4 separate regions of the Mus musculus genome follow, and all the other regions are linked to region 1. The links are chromatin contacts, called in public ChIA-PET and Hi-C maps. All regions are on one chromosome and are shown on one strand. The core of a region is the stretch at or near the end of the contact, and the rest is flanking DNA. Distances in the headings are between cores, read along the strand shown. Region 1 overlaps Gm52815 (a long non-coding RNA gene). Region 2 overlaps Fam114a1 (family with sequence similarity 114, member A1). Region 3 overlaps Tbc1d1 (TBC1 domain family, member 1). Region 4 has its middle 22 kb from the start of Klf3.

Evidence for each region. Hi-C and Micro-C count contacts between places; a contact is called where the count stands out from the background. ChIA-PET counts read pairs in DNA pulled down with a chosen protein or histone mark.
Region 2: an RNA polymerase II ChIA-PET map of memory CD8 T cells shows a contact between it and region 1, with 3 times the contacts expected there. The contact joins two enhancer-like sites. A contact is called at or near these places in 1 of 115 datasets of contacts at active chromatin or transcription factors (memory CD8 T cells) and 1 of 9 other capture datasets (embryonic stem cells).
Region 3: a Hi-C map of myocytes shows a contact between it and region 1, with 1.8 times the contacts expected there. The contact joins two enhancer-like sites. A contact is called at or near these places in 1 of 484 Hi-C or Micro-C datasets (myocytes) and 1 of 115 datasets of contacts at active chromatin or transcription factors (pancreatic cancer cells).
Region 4: a Hi-C map of bone marrow-derived macrophages shows a contact between it and region 1, with 29 read pairs. The contact joins two enhancer-like sites. A contact is called at or near these places in 1 of 15 datasets of contacts at CTCF or cohesin (the NIH/3T3 cell line), 2 of 484 Hi-C or Micro-C datasets (bone marrow-derived macrophages and transitional/marginal zone B cells), 19 of 115 datasets of contacts at active chromatin or transcription factors (bone marrow-derived macrophages, craniofacial prominence, double positive thymocytes and 12 more) and 1 of 9 other capture datasets (bone marrow-derived macrophages).

What each region holds. Positions count from the first base shown.
Region 1 is chr5:64,503,796-64,506,871 of GRCm38.p6, forward strand. It overlaps Gm52815 (a long non-coding RNA gene), which reads left to right. Exons shown (of 3, transcript XR_003955927.1): 3 at 1-1,985. Among named protein-coding and RNA genes, the nearest start is that of Gm52815, 9.6 kb to the left of the region's middle. Within about 2 kb of position 1,581, at least 309 of the 459 cell types and tissues checked have an H3K27ac peak or open chromatin away from gene starts, as enhancers often do. A contact at or near this core is called in bone marrow-derived macrophages, double positive thymocytes, memory CD8 T cells and 3 more, where this site is marked.
Region 2 is chr5:64,988,585-64,991,660 of GRCm38.p6, forward strand. The region is part of intron 2 of Fam114a1 (family with sequence similarity 114, member A1); the gene reads left to right. Among named protein-coding and RNA genes, the nearest start is that of Mir574, 20 kb to the left of the region's middle. Within about 2 kb of position 1,592, at least 43 of the 459 cell types and tissues checked have an H3K27ac peak or open chromatin away from gene starts, as enhancers often do. A contact at or near this core is called in memory CD8 T cells, where this site is marked.
Region 3 is chr5:64,195,547-64,198,622 of GRCm38.p6, forward strand. The region is part of intron 2 of Tbc1d1 (TBC1 domain family, member 1); the gene reads left to right. Among named protein-coding and RNA genes, the nearest start is that of Tbc1d1, 37 kb to the left of the region's middle. Within about 2 kb of position 1,560, at least 74 of the 459 cell types and tissues checked have an H3K27ac peak or open chromatin away from gene starts, as enhancers often do. A contact at or near this core is called in myocytes and pancreatic cancer cells, where this site is marked.
Region 4 is chr5:64,779,507-64,782,582 of GRCm38.p6, forward strand. No RefSeq gene overlaps it. Among named protein-coding and RNA genes, the nearest start is that of Klf3, 22 kb to the right of the region's middle. Within about 2 kb of position 1,630, at least 87 of the 459 cell types and tissues checked have an H3K27ac peak or open chromatin away from gene starts, as enhancers often do. A contact at or near this core is called in bone marrow-derived macrophages, double positive thymocytes and microglia, where this site is marked.

The DNA of each region.
Region 1 (3,076 bases), core at 331-2,830:
CCCTTAAGCTGTGGGAGGGCTGGATCTGTGTGATCTGACCTGTACCTGTCCCGGGCTTCCTTGCAGCTCCCCTGAGACAGCTTTTCCCTGTGAAGCTAGCCAGCAACTCCCATCAGTAGCAGGCAAGAATCCCAGGACTCACTCGACGAACCAGCCTCGTCTGGCTGGATTCTTGAAGAACATATGGAGTCACCCTATTCCCCTATAGCAGCTTCAACTCTCAGGTTCTCTTTCTTGTAGCCCATCTCCTGGGTCCTCGGTGGTCCCTGGGGGTCCCCGGCAAGAGGCAGGTTGTTTAGGCCAGCCAGATACCACTTAAAGAGACCCAATTCAAAACATAACCGTGTGCGACTCAACTTACGGTCAGGCTCTGAATCTACAAGAATTTCATAAACAAGTAACATTTAAAAAAATGGTTATCGATGAAGGAAAAAAAGAACCTGAAGAAATCAGATGATGTGAGGGAGGTTTAGGCAAGACCTTTCAGGTACAGTGTGTTCTAAAATTTGACTTTTGAATTGTAGAAATAAATGACCTATTAAAATAAAATTTTAATTTAAAATGTGCTCTCTACTTAAGAGGGTACCCGAGTGTGTGTGTGTGTGTGTGTGTGTGTGTGTGTGTGTGTTTTTGCATTGGAAACACACCCAGTGTAATTTGTAAAATAAATACATAATAAATAGGTTAAATGTTTATTTTGACTTATGTTTTCAAATGCCAGTTGTTTAATTTACCATGAAGGATTGCTGGCAGACCCATCATCACTGGTACCGAATACGGCATTCAGACCTTGACCTAGGCTGGCCTTCCCAGGAAACCAGCTCTGTGGCCTTGCCCTCTTCACTCTTCCCATCAATACCACAGGCTGACTTCTCCTGTTGACAGGCGCATGGTCAACACACACACACACACACACACACACACACACACACACACACACACACACAGAGGTTTCCATTGCACATGCACAGTGGGAGGTCATTGGCTAAGCGGTTTCAAAACACACAGCCTAAGTCGTGGCAAGATCCAACCTTAAGAATGCGTTTATTTGATTCCATGTCACTGTACCATATACTTGGGCTACTCTAAAGAGAGACATAGGTCCCCTTTCCCCAAGCACTTTACTTGGAGAAGTTCAGGGCCAGAAAGGCTGCTGTCTTCTTCCTCAGTCCTAGGGCAGAAACTTCCATGAAAGCTGGTGAGGTGATGTTCACCCGCATCTTTTTTAGACCCTCCCCTCCTTACCTTAAACCGCTCCCCCACCCCCCACCCCCCAAGAAGGAAAAGACAAAAGAATGCTATAACATTTTCAAGAACTAAGCAAGCACAACAGCCAGCACTGTCCTGATTGGTCCCGTCGCCCCTGTTTTCTTGTGCTATAGAGAATATCTAAGGGTTCGTCTCCTCTAAACAGACGCTTGTAAGGAAAGTTTAACACAATTTATAGAGCTGTAAAGTTCTTGGTATGGCCCTCATTGGAGTGCTTTCTCACATTCCCAGAAGTAGCCAATCTACCACGTGGCAGAGCTGCTAGAGGAAGGGAGGGAGCCAGCGGGGCCCTGAGCTGCCCGCAGGAGCAGCAGCAGCAGCAGGGCAGGGCGGCTCCCAGGAGGGCGCAGGCGTGGCGGCCCCTCCCTGCCGCGAGCCCATGCCCGCCCACTGCCACCGGCGAAAAGGAGGAGAGACCTACATTTAAAAAGGCAGGAACCTACTAGCTCCAGAGCTCCTACAATGCCGAATGAGAATTCCTATTTATGAGGTCAAACGGAGGTCAAGAATTATCCAGTCATCTCTAAAACCCCCTACTTAGGGGGTCAAGCCAGGCTGGCAACCCATGTTAGCTAAATAGAACTTGATCTCCCGAAAGCCTAAAACTGCTTTATTTTTTCTTTCTTCCTTTCTTTCTTTCACTTTTTTACTGTTTTGCCAGAGATACGGGTTGGCTTTTTTTTTTTTTTCTGTTACTTCCGGTTTGTGGCTGAACTTTCTTTGCCTTCCTTCCTTTTGGGGTGTGGGAGGGTTAAGCTGCTTCAAAATAATGTCCACTTAAATATGTTTTTAAAAATGGGAGAGAAAGAGGAGCTGGGATAGAAAGAAGAGGAAAGGAGAGGGAAAGGAGGGGGAGGCAGGAGAGGGAAAGAGGATGTTAGAAGAGACAGCACACAGTAATTTTGTTTATGTTATAACATTTAGCACACTCCTATTCATGGATGTGTTCCACAATTATGCTGTGAGATGCACAATGTCACTGTGTTCAAAGTACAGGTAAAGAAGCCGAGGCTCATCAAATCCTGGAACTGTGACCGACTCTAACCCTGAAGTCCTTGCGTTCATTTAACCCTTTAAGGAAGGGTACGGAGGTGTACATTCATCCTTTATTACAAAGCCTATGTCTGATATGGAAAAAGAAAAGCTTTATTCGGAACCTTTGGAAGAATCTTAAGACTATGATTTCGTCTTTGGTCACTCCTTTGGAATTTTTTGACGCGGGCATTAACATGGGCTAAGGTGGTCCTCGCAGCCCCACCCACGGGCGCACTTCCAGCTTCCGGCAGCAGGGGGAGCATGTGTGCAAGAGGAGGAAAGGTGCACCCGGCAGGAAGTGTCAGTGCATGGTCTGTCCTTAGCAGGTCCAGGCTAAGAATACATTCATTTTTCTCCTTCAACATTTAGAACCAGTGGCTGCAGGCTTCTCTACAGAGATTCATGCTTCCTCGTTTGTAAAGCCGGGAAAACAGTTCTGGGACTTGTAGAAAGAGGTCTCTGCTGCATCCAAGGGAGGAAAAAAAAATCTCATGAAGGAGCCAGGCTTGGCTGCTGGCTTCTGTTGAGAAAGGAGAACTCAGCAAGCAGGACAAAGGGCCACCCTGAGTGCAAGCAGCACAGGACTTCTCCCGTTGACTTCCTGAGACCACCTCAAGGCTTGGAAGCTGCGCTAGTTCTGGCTTCTCCAATGGTACAGGCTTGGGTCTCAGGCACCTGTAGGTGCTACTCACATGGCAGAGCCCGTGAATTATGGCAGAGCCCGTGAATTTCTTGGAGATTCATCAAAGAATTCACCAAGATCCATCAAGAT
Region 2 (3,076 bases), core at 342-2,841, 480 kb after region 1:
TAGTCCATGGAAATTGTTTCCTGTGTCGGTTTGAGAATGCTCCTCTGTTCCATCCTTCAGGTCTCTGTCTATCACCTTGCATGAAAAGGCTCACTAAATTTCAGAGGTAGATTTATTTCCCTGAGAAGAATCCAGGCATGAGTAACCAGAATTGCCCAGAGTTCAAAGCTGAACGGACGACCATTGACACAAGGCACATAACACATGTGCACACATGCATGTATATGTATGAGTGCACATGTGTTATGGTTCATGTGTGGAAGTCAGAGGTAACCTGCAGGTGTCAATCCTCTCCTTCCACCACATGGCTCCTGGGATCAAACTTAACTCATCAGGATTGGCAGCGGCACCTGTAACCACTCATTCATCCTGCTGGGCTGAAAAAGTTTCCCTTGTGCCTGGCCATGCCAAGACATGAAGACTCTCTTGGATGTATTTAACCATCTACAAATCTTGAAGACCTTTTTTTTTTTTCAGATATTTGGGGATGCTAGTAAAAAGTTTGCTGTGTTCACCAGTTAAAATATATTCCTGCAATTTGGAATGCTAATTAGCCAACCATCAGCTGTTAATGGAGGCAGAGATAATAGGATTGCTTATTACGGCTGCCTCTGGAGCCTGGGTTTCCTAATGAGAATGCCCTGCTGACCTGGACTGTACATATTTTATTGGAATGCTGACAGCTCTCAGATTGTAGCTTAATCTAAGAAGCCTACATAATAGCATACTATGTATGTAAGAGTGTTCTAAAAATAACCGAAGTCATAATACTGAATGCTGACAGTAAGTAAAAATGGAAAGATAGGGCAGCGGCAGTGCTGTGCTTTGGATATAGTTTGAGTTGGCTCCCTAAGGGATGGGGTTAGAAGGTTGGTTCTCAGTGCAGAGATATTGGGAAACTGTACCTCTGGCAAGTAGGGCCCAGTGGGCATTCCTAGGGTTCCTGGGAAAGCTGTCCTCAGAAAGGATTAAGGTGCCTCTTGTGAGACTCTTGAGCTCTCACAAGAATGGGTTGTTAAAAGGATGAGCCTAAGCAAGTAGTTGTTCTCTGGCTTCCTGTTTTGAGATGTAATTCCTTCCTCATGAGCTCCCACTACTGGGACAGCATCCACCTTGAGACCCTCAGCAGAACCAAGCCAGGTCTGGAGCTTGCCTTGAAGTCTCCAGAACTGTGAACTCAGTAAACACTTTTTCCTTATAAAATGTGCCTGCCTCTGATATTTTGTTATAGTAAAGAAGAGTGAACGGGCACCAATGCTATGAAACTAGAGTGCTTTAAATCTAAATCTGTTAAGTTTCAAATCCTACTGAGAGTTCAGGCAATGAAAGCCTAACATGAGTCTGTAGCTTGACAACAAGGAAGTCACTGTGACTTTGATGCAGATGGCTTCATAAGGTGGTGGCGGGAGGACTCTTGCTGTCTTTGATGGAGAGGTGATGACAGGAGTGGGTACAGAAGATCAGCATCATGCTGAAGAGTTGGAGAAGAAACATAATGGAGCATAAAGCTGAGAGGTTTGAGAGAAACCCCTTGTTCCTGTTGAGGTGCTGTGGTGGAGACACTGTGGGCATAGTTAAATGTGAGAAGTCACTGTTGGGAGAAAAAGGAAGCCAAGAGACCTCAAACCAGCCCAGGGTGGGGCAGTGTCAGGTGGTAAGGATAGTGGTAACTAAAAGGATGACACTGTTCCCATGACAACAGAAGAATGAACCCATGGTCCCTTGGCTTGGGTATCCTTCAATTTGGGTTTAGATGGGTTTTGGTGTAAGCTGATGTGTGTATTGTATAAAAAGGAGATCTACTTAGATGCTTAATTTGATTTAAATAGTTAGTGTTTAGTTTATTAAGACTGCAATTTTAAACACTCAATTCTTCATCCCAAAAATCATAATTCTATATATAAGCCTAGCAAAATTGAGCAGCAGTTTTCTAGGGAAATTTGTTTAATATTTGATTCTTTTTTTTCCTATTGACTTGAATGTTTTAATTGTAATATATTCTATTTCCTTTCAAGTGCCTCATCTATAGATTACAAAACCTTGTTGAGTACTTCATAATTGTTATACAAGCTATTAAATATATAAAGTGGGCTTAAAGACCTAAATGTTAATACAGTATTCCTAAATGTGGGCCATTTCAGCTAAAGTCTGTGATGTGATAATTCAGCTGGTCATTGTAAATTGGTTTTCAAACCTTGTGACCCTGTTAACTTTCATAAATATCAGTAGGACAGAAAAGGTCAAATGTGCACAAAAAAGCATTAATAGCGTGGCTTTGGTGCTTTAGCCTTTCCACATTTAAGTTTTAAATCTTCCTAGAGTTGGAAAAGGTTTACTCATGAGGAAAGAAAATTACTTGGAAATAACTGAGGCCATTGCGAGTCTGACCTTCTGACAGAGCAGCAGGCACCCAGGCAGGACACCTGCAGCCTCATTGCTGCATTGAGGATCCTTATGACAGGTTATCTGTGCTGTGAGTTACAGGACTTAAGGAAGACCTGGTCTCGTGGGTCTAATGACAGGCATCCCCGGTATGAGATCTACACGGTACCTGATTCCTCATCTCTCCTGGGGATGGGACTTCCAGATTGGTCTTTGATCTTAACACAGAAATATATATATATATATTTCCACCTACATGTGAATGGTCCTTGTGTTTGACAGACCCCTCTAGATATTTACCTTGTACCTATAGTTTTGAACTGGTTCGCCTAAATTAAATAGTTTATTTTCCCAGAGCTCTGACTCAGGGTCTCACACAAACTAGGCAGATGCTTTGTGACAGAGCCACACTCCAGCCTCAGTAAATGATGTGGTCATTTGGGTGGTGGTGATGGTAGTGTTAGGAGTGGAACTTGGGCCTTACTCAAACCAGGAGAATGCTGTACCACTAAGTCACAGGACCAACCTAAAAAGTATTTTCTATTTGATATTAGGTGGGATACTAGACATTTAGATGTCTTCTCTATTTAAGGAACTTTGAACTTGATGGAATCCCCTGCATAGTTAAATATTCTTAGGATCACACAATGGATGCCGTTGTTCAAAGGACCAATTGTGTTTTATTTTTTGTTTA
Region 3 (3,076 bases), core at 310-2,809, 310 kb before region 1:
GTGTGTGTGTGTGTGTGTGTGTGTGTGGATGTGTGTGGTGTGTGTTTGTGTGTGGTGTGTATGTGTGGGGATGTGTGTGTGGAGTGTGTGTGTATTTGTGTGTGTGGAGTATGTGTGTATGTGTTTGTGTGGAGTATGTGTGTGTATGTGTTTGTGTGTGGGGGTGTGTATTTGTGTGTGTGTGTGGAGTGTGTTGTGGGGGTGTGTGGTGTGTGTTTGTGTGTGTGGCATATGTGTATGTGTGTGTTTGTGCTTGTGTGTATGTGGAGTATGGGTGTGTGTGGTGTGTGTTTGTATGTGTGGTGTGTGTGTGTGTTTGTGTGTGCTTGTGTGTATGTGGAGTGTGTGTGTGTATGTGTGTGGTGTGTGTTTGTGTGTGTGGTGTATGTGTGTGTGTGGTGTGTTTATGTAAGACAAGGACTCTTGTAACTCTGGCTATCCTTGACCTTGTTGTATAGTAAGGGTAACTTTGAACTCCATATCTTCCTGTTCCCCCTCCTACCTTCTGGGATTCCAGACCTTGCCACGATGCCTAAAAAACCCACAGATCTTTCTTGCTGTGGCTGTGTTCCTTGGCAGCTAGAAAGACATTTAAAATGTAAGTTTAACCATCAGTAAACTGAGGGCACCACAGATTCCATTAGATAGACTATAAGGACAAAAGAGAAGATCTGTGCTGAGTATTTGGCATCTGCCCTACATCCAGCAAGCTGTGACCATGCCCAGCATGGTGAATGGTGAGCACTCTGAAGACAAGATTGGCATGATCTTGGCATCTGTGTGGATTACACCATGGGAGGCTGCCTTACCATGCTTCACTGGGGTGGCTTGTCTGTGAGGTCTGCCAAGTCTCTGAGAACTGGGTCTAAGCCAAGAGACATGTCATAGTCTTTTGAGGGATTTTCTTTTAACCTGTTTAGTTATTTATTATTTATGTATGTGTGTACTTTCAGAGGCCAGAAAAGGGCATCAGATCCCTACCCTACCCCACCCTGCCCAGCTAGAGTTACTGGCAGTTGTGAGTCACCCAACCTAACATGGGTACTTGGTACTGAACCCTTGACCTCTGGAGGAAGAGTATGTACTCTTAACTGTTGAGCCATCTCTCCAGCTCTTTAGACACAATTTATTATTTGACTTTGAGTTTCTGTGTAGGCTTATTAGTCTTGAAAAACTATGTTTCAACAGACCACACATGACCAGTCCTGATCTTTGACGCAGGGCCAAAAATGTCTCAGAAGCCTGGCAAGTGGGGCACACAGAGCATACTGAAAGCCAGCAAGGCCCCCTGTACTGCATGTGTTCTGTGTAAATGAAGACACTCAGAAGACCAGTTGGTTTTGACCTCTGGATCCAATGGATAGAACCACTGGACAGGCAATGTCGGCTGTGGGTACACCATGCGTTGTGGTTCTGTGTACTGGGGCTGCAGGGCTGGCCTGTGGTTAGATGAGAATCCAGACTGCTGGAATCTAGAAATGTCAGCTGGCTAGGCAGCTGTCTGTCCAGGAGCAAGGTCAGACATACAGGATGAGTCAGGATGGGTTTGGACGACACTAGTGTAGGATGTTCAGAGGCTAGTCCAGGCTGCCTGTCACAGGGATAGGTCAGGACTGAGAACAAGGCTAGCCAGAGCTGTGTCCAAGAACCAGAGTGGAAACTAGAGAGAGAGAGAGAGAGAGAGAGAGAGAAAGCCAAAGGCCACAGCAGGGCGGGGCAGAGAGGGACGGGGGAAGAGGAATGTTTTCTTTGCTTGCTAACTGGTCAGGAAGTCTGTATCAAGAAAAGGGAGACGAGGGCGCAGAAGACGGGTTTCCTTTCTGTAGGACAGAACCTGGCGAGCAGAGGGCAGTCTGACCCAGGGTAACTTGCAGTTTCTGTGGGGAGGAGTTCAGGGTAAGAGGGGGTCACCTGTGCTACTTCCCCAGGGTCCTGTCACATGGACATTTCTCCCTCTCATCCTCATATAGACTCAACTGTGCCGCAGAAATAAATGAACCCCGAAGCTCAGTGGTTAGCACAAGGATCCTCTAGTTGCTGCTCCGGGGCCTGTGTGCTCTGAGTTGACGATAGCCAAGAGTCTTTGTTCTGAGGCCCCAAGCTGCCTCTCTCTTATGTTCTGTTGTGACCTCTGCTATAGTGCAGAAGAAAAGACTGGGAAAGTTCCCTTACTTCACTCTAACCCCACACTGTATTTCTTTTTTTTTTTAATTTAGTTTAATTTTTTATTTTTTGAACATTAGTGTTTTATCTGCACATATGTCTATGTGGAGGTGTTAGGTCCCCTGGAACTAGAGTTACAGACAGTTGTAAACTGCCACATGGGTGCTAGAAATTGAACCCTGGTCTCCTGGAAGAGCAGTCAATGCTCTTAACCCCCGGATCCCTCTCTCCAGCTCCCAACACTGTATTTCTTATCTAGACTTTTTGGGCAAGTTCCTTAACAGTCTCCACATTTCCACCCTTGTCTTCCCCAGGTCTAAGGCAGCCAGCTCCAGGCATGACCATCATTGCCGCAGATCTGGTGATGTGCCCTTCTGCTGCCCTCTCCACTTATGGTCTAGCATAGCTCTGCCCTTCAGAGAACAAGCCATGGAGACTTAGTAAGATTTTCTCGGCCTTCTGAGTCTCATTTTGCCAGTTGCCCTACCTCTCCCAGTTGCTTACATCTCATATCCCCTTATCCTAGGCCCACGTCATCCTCTTTCTCTAGTCTATAACATTCCATGGCCTCTCTTAGTTCTAGAGCATCCCAGATTCCCTTTGTTCCTGTGACCTAGACCGCTCAGTACCCTCCCTGTTTGGCTACCTTTAACTTAACTTGCCATTTCTAAGCTTGCATGCCACTTTCCCAGAAAGCCTCTCTTGCATAAATTTGCAAGGAAAATCATAGGCTTCAGTAGACTGTAATCTTCAAGAGAGGGATTTCCATCTTGCTCCCTGAATGACCCACACACTTAGAACTGTCCTTAACACATAACAGTTAACACATAACTTCCTTGTATGAGTGAATGAATGAATGAATGAATGAACAAATTGTATGTAAAAATTCTTTAGCTCCAAAAACCAACACTAA
Region 4 (3,076 bases), core at 380-2,879, 280 kb after region 1:
GGTAGCTGTTTTGTTTGTCTGGTTTGGTTAGATTTTTCAGTGTTTTTTTGAAACAAGATCTCACAGTGTAGCATGGGATTGCCTTTGACTTACTGGCTGGGCTAAACAGAACTCATGGCATTAGCCTCCTAGTGATGAGATTGTAAGTGTGTGCCATATACCCTATTAAAACATTCTTTAATATCTAATAGACTGGGCTGTCTAACGAGCAGGCTCAGTAAAGACAGGCACGTGCTGCTAACCCTGATGAACTCAGTTTGATTCTTTGGACCTACACAGTGGAAGGAGAAAACCAACTCCAAAGAGTTGTAAAGTTGTCCTCTGACCTCCACATAGCCACCATGGCATCCACATATAATATATATACATATATATACATATATACATATATATACATATATACAGATATACAGATACAGATATAGATAGATGAGTACTCTGTAGCTGTCTTCAGATACACCAGAGGGGACATCGGATCCCGTTACAGATGATTCTGAGCCACCATGTGGTTGCTGGGAATTGAACTCAGGACCTTTGGAAGAGCTGTCAGTGCTCTTAACTGCTGAGACATCTCTACAGCCCAGTTAGTCAGTTTCTTATAATTGCATCAAGTTCCTAAGAAAAAAATATGTAAGGGCAGACTTACTCTGCCCCACACAGCTTTATAGGTTTCAATCCAGACACCTGTCCCACTGTTTGCTTTGGATTTGGGTCAAGGCTGAGTGAAGGAATGACAGAGACGGGTGACAGTGTGACAGAGCAGAGCCTCAAGTAACTCTTAGACAGCAGAGGATGGAGCGCAACAAGGAAAAGCCCCGCTGACATGCCTTCAATGACCTACTGCTTCCAACTAGGCTCCACCTCTGAAAGTGCCCATTGTCTCCAAAAAACGCCATCTAATTGTGAAGTGGCCCCTGGATAAGAACATCCATTGAGTAGGTCAGGGCATCCACGATCCATCACTCACCCTCTCAGTCACTGGCCTGACCAGCCAGACACCGAGCCTTCACTGCAGCCTTTCAGAGAGACTGGATATCTCAACCATAACCGCCCTCGTTTTCTGATTTTCCTTATTCCTCCTCATCTCCATGTTGTATAAATACATTGTCTCAAAAGAAAGGGGGAGGGGGGACGACAAACATCAGCTCTAACCGTGCTTTTAATGTTTTCATGAGAGAAAGACACATGGTTCAGTGAATTAAAAACTGAAGAGATGCATGCATGGTGCGCTTGGTCCAAGTACACATAATCAAATGGGGAAAAGTTAAAGCATATTAACTGAGGGAAGAAAAACACGGCTCAGGGGACTGGCAGCTGGGGAGGGAGGGGCTGTGGGCGGGGCAGGGGAACTGAGTCAGGGAGACAAACAGGATGCTGGGAGGTGAGAAATAAGGGTGGGGAGTAGTGGGGAGTCTGAAGAGGAACTAACAAGATCTGTTGCTTATAGTTACCCAGAAACCCTTCAGAACAATAACACACAAACAAACTTAAAAGGAAGAAGCTGCAGGAGAGGGCTTCCAGCGGAGGAGATCAGCTGGTGTTCTGGTGTTGGGGGAGCTGTAGGTCAGCTCTCTCATAGTCACTGACTCTTCTTGACTAGATGGATCCGGGCAAAGCACGGTAGACCGGAAGAGTGGACCCCGGGCCCCAGGAAGTACATGCCTGTAAAAATGGGAACCTGGGCTCTGTTCATTCTAAGTTGCCGGCGCCTCTGGTTTCCAGCCTTTTCTGCTTGGCGATGCTTTCGAACAGATATATTTTGAGGAAGAATTCTGGTTTCGAGAAGCTGAGCAGGCCCAGCCACTCAAGCGGCCACCAAAAACTTCAAAATTTCTTCCAGACTTCTCACCCCTTCTTCAAGGGCTACCTCACCCCTTCCTTCTTGCCCCCTTTCCAGGTGCGTGAGTCTGAGGGTGCTTCCAAAAAGCTAAATTTTGCCTTTCATTAGACACAACTTACCCACTTCTTTCTAGCTATTTTTAAAAACACTTTTCCTTGCTCCTGAAAAGTGTGTTTATTAAAGAAAAACTACTTCAGAGTATTGAAATGTAAAGAAAAAAGAAGCCATCCTCCGGCCAGCCGCTGAGACAACAAGCCTTCCAATCATTTTCTTTCTTTCTCTTTTTTTTAATTAACTTACTTATTTTATGTATGAGTACACTGTTTCTGTCTTGAGGCACAGCAGAAGAGGACATCTGATCCTGTTACAGATGGTTGTGAGCCACCACGTGGTTGCTGGGAGTTGAACACAAGACCTTTGGAAGAGCACTTAACCACTGAGCCATCTCTCCAGCCCCACAAGGGTCTTCTTTTAAATTACTGGATTCACCAGACTTGACATCACTCTTTCACAAGGCTCTGAAGATTTCTAAGTGGCAACCTCAGTCACAAGTAGGGAAGGTATAGTAGAGAAAGTGACAGCTCTGCTCTCTGCTAAGGCGAATGCAGATGCATTATAAACTCTCTGAGTAGAGATCAACATCCTTCCGGCCCCCAGTGCCTGAGCCCTGGCTGTCCCAGTCTGCTGCTTAAATTTCTGATGCAACGGGGCGGTTTAATCCCAGCACTTGGGAGGCAGAGGCAGGCGGATTTCTGAATTCGAAGCCAGCCTGGTCTACAGAGTGAGTGCCAGGACAGCCAGAGCTACACAGAGAAACCCTGTCTCGAAAAAACCAAAAAAAAAAAAAATGTTTCTGATGCATGGGACCAGAAACCTCAGCCTGATACAATGTAGCTGGAAGCCCCCCCCCCTTTTTTTAAACTTTTTTTATTAGGTATTTTCGTCATTTACATTTCAAATGCTATCCCAAAAGTCCCCCATACCCTCCCCCCACTGCCCTCCCTCTCCCACTCCCACTTCTTGGCCCTGCTGTTCCCCTGTACTGAGGCATATAAAGTTTGCAAGACCAAGGGGCCTCTCTTTCCAATGATGGCAGACTAGGCCATCTTCTGCTACATATGCAGCCAGAGACACGAGCTCCGTGGGTACTGGTTAGATCATATTGTTGTTCCTCCTATAGGGTTACAGACTTCTTTAGCTCCTTGGGTACTTTCTCTAGCTCTTCCATTGGCAGCC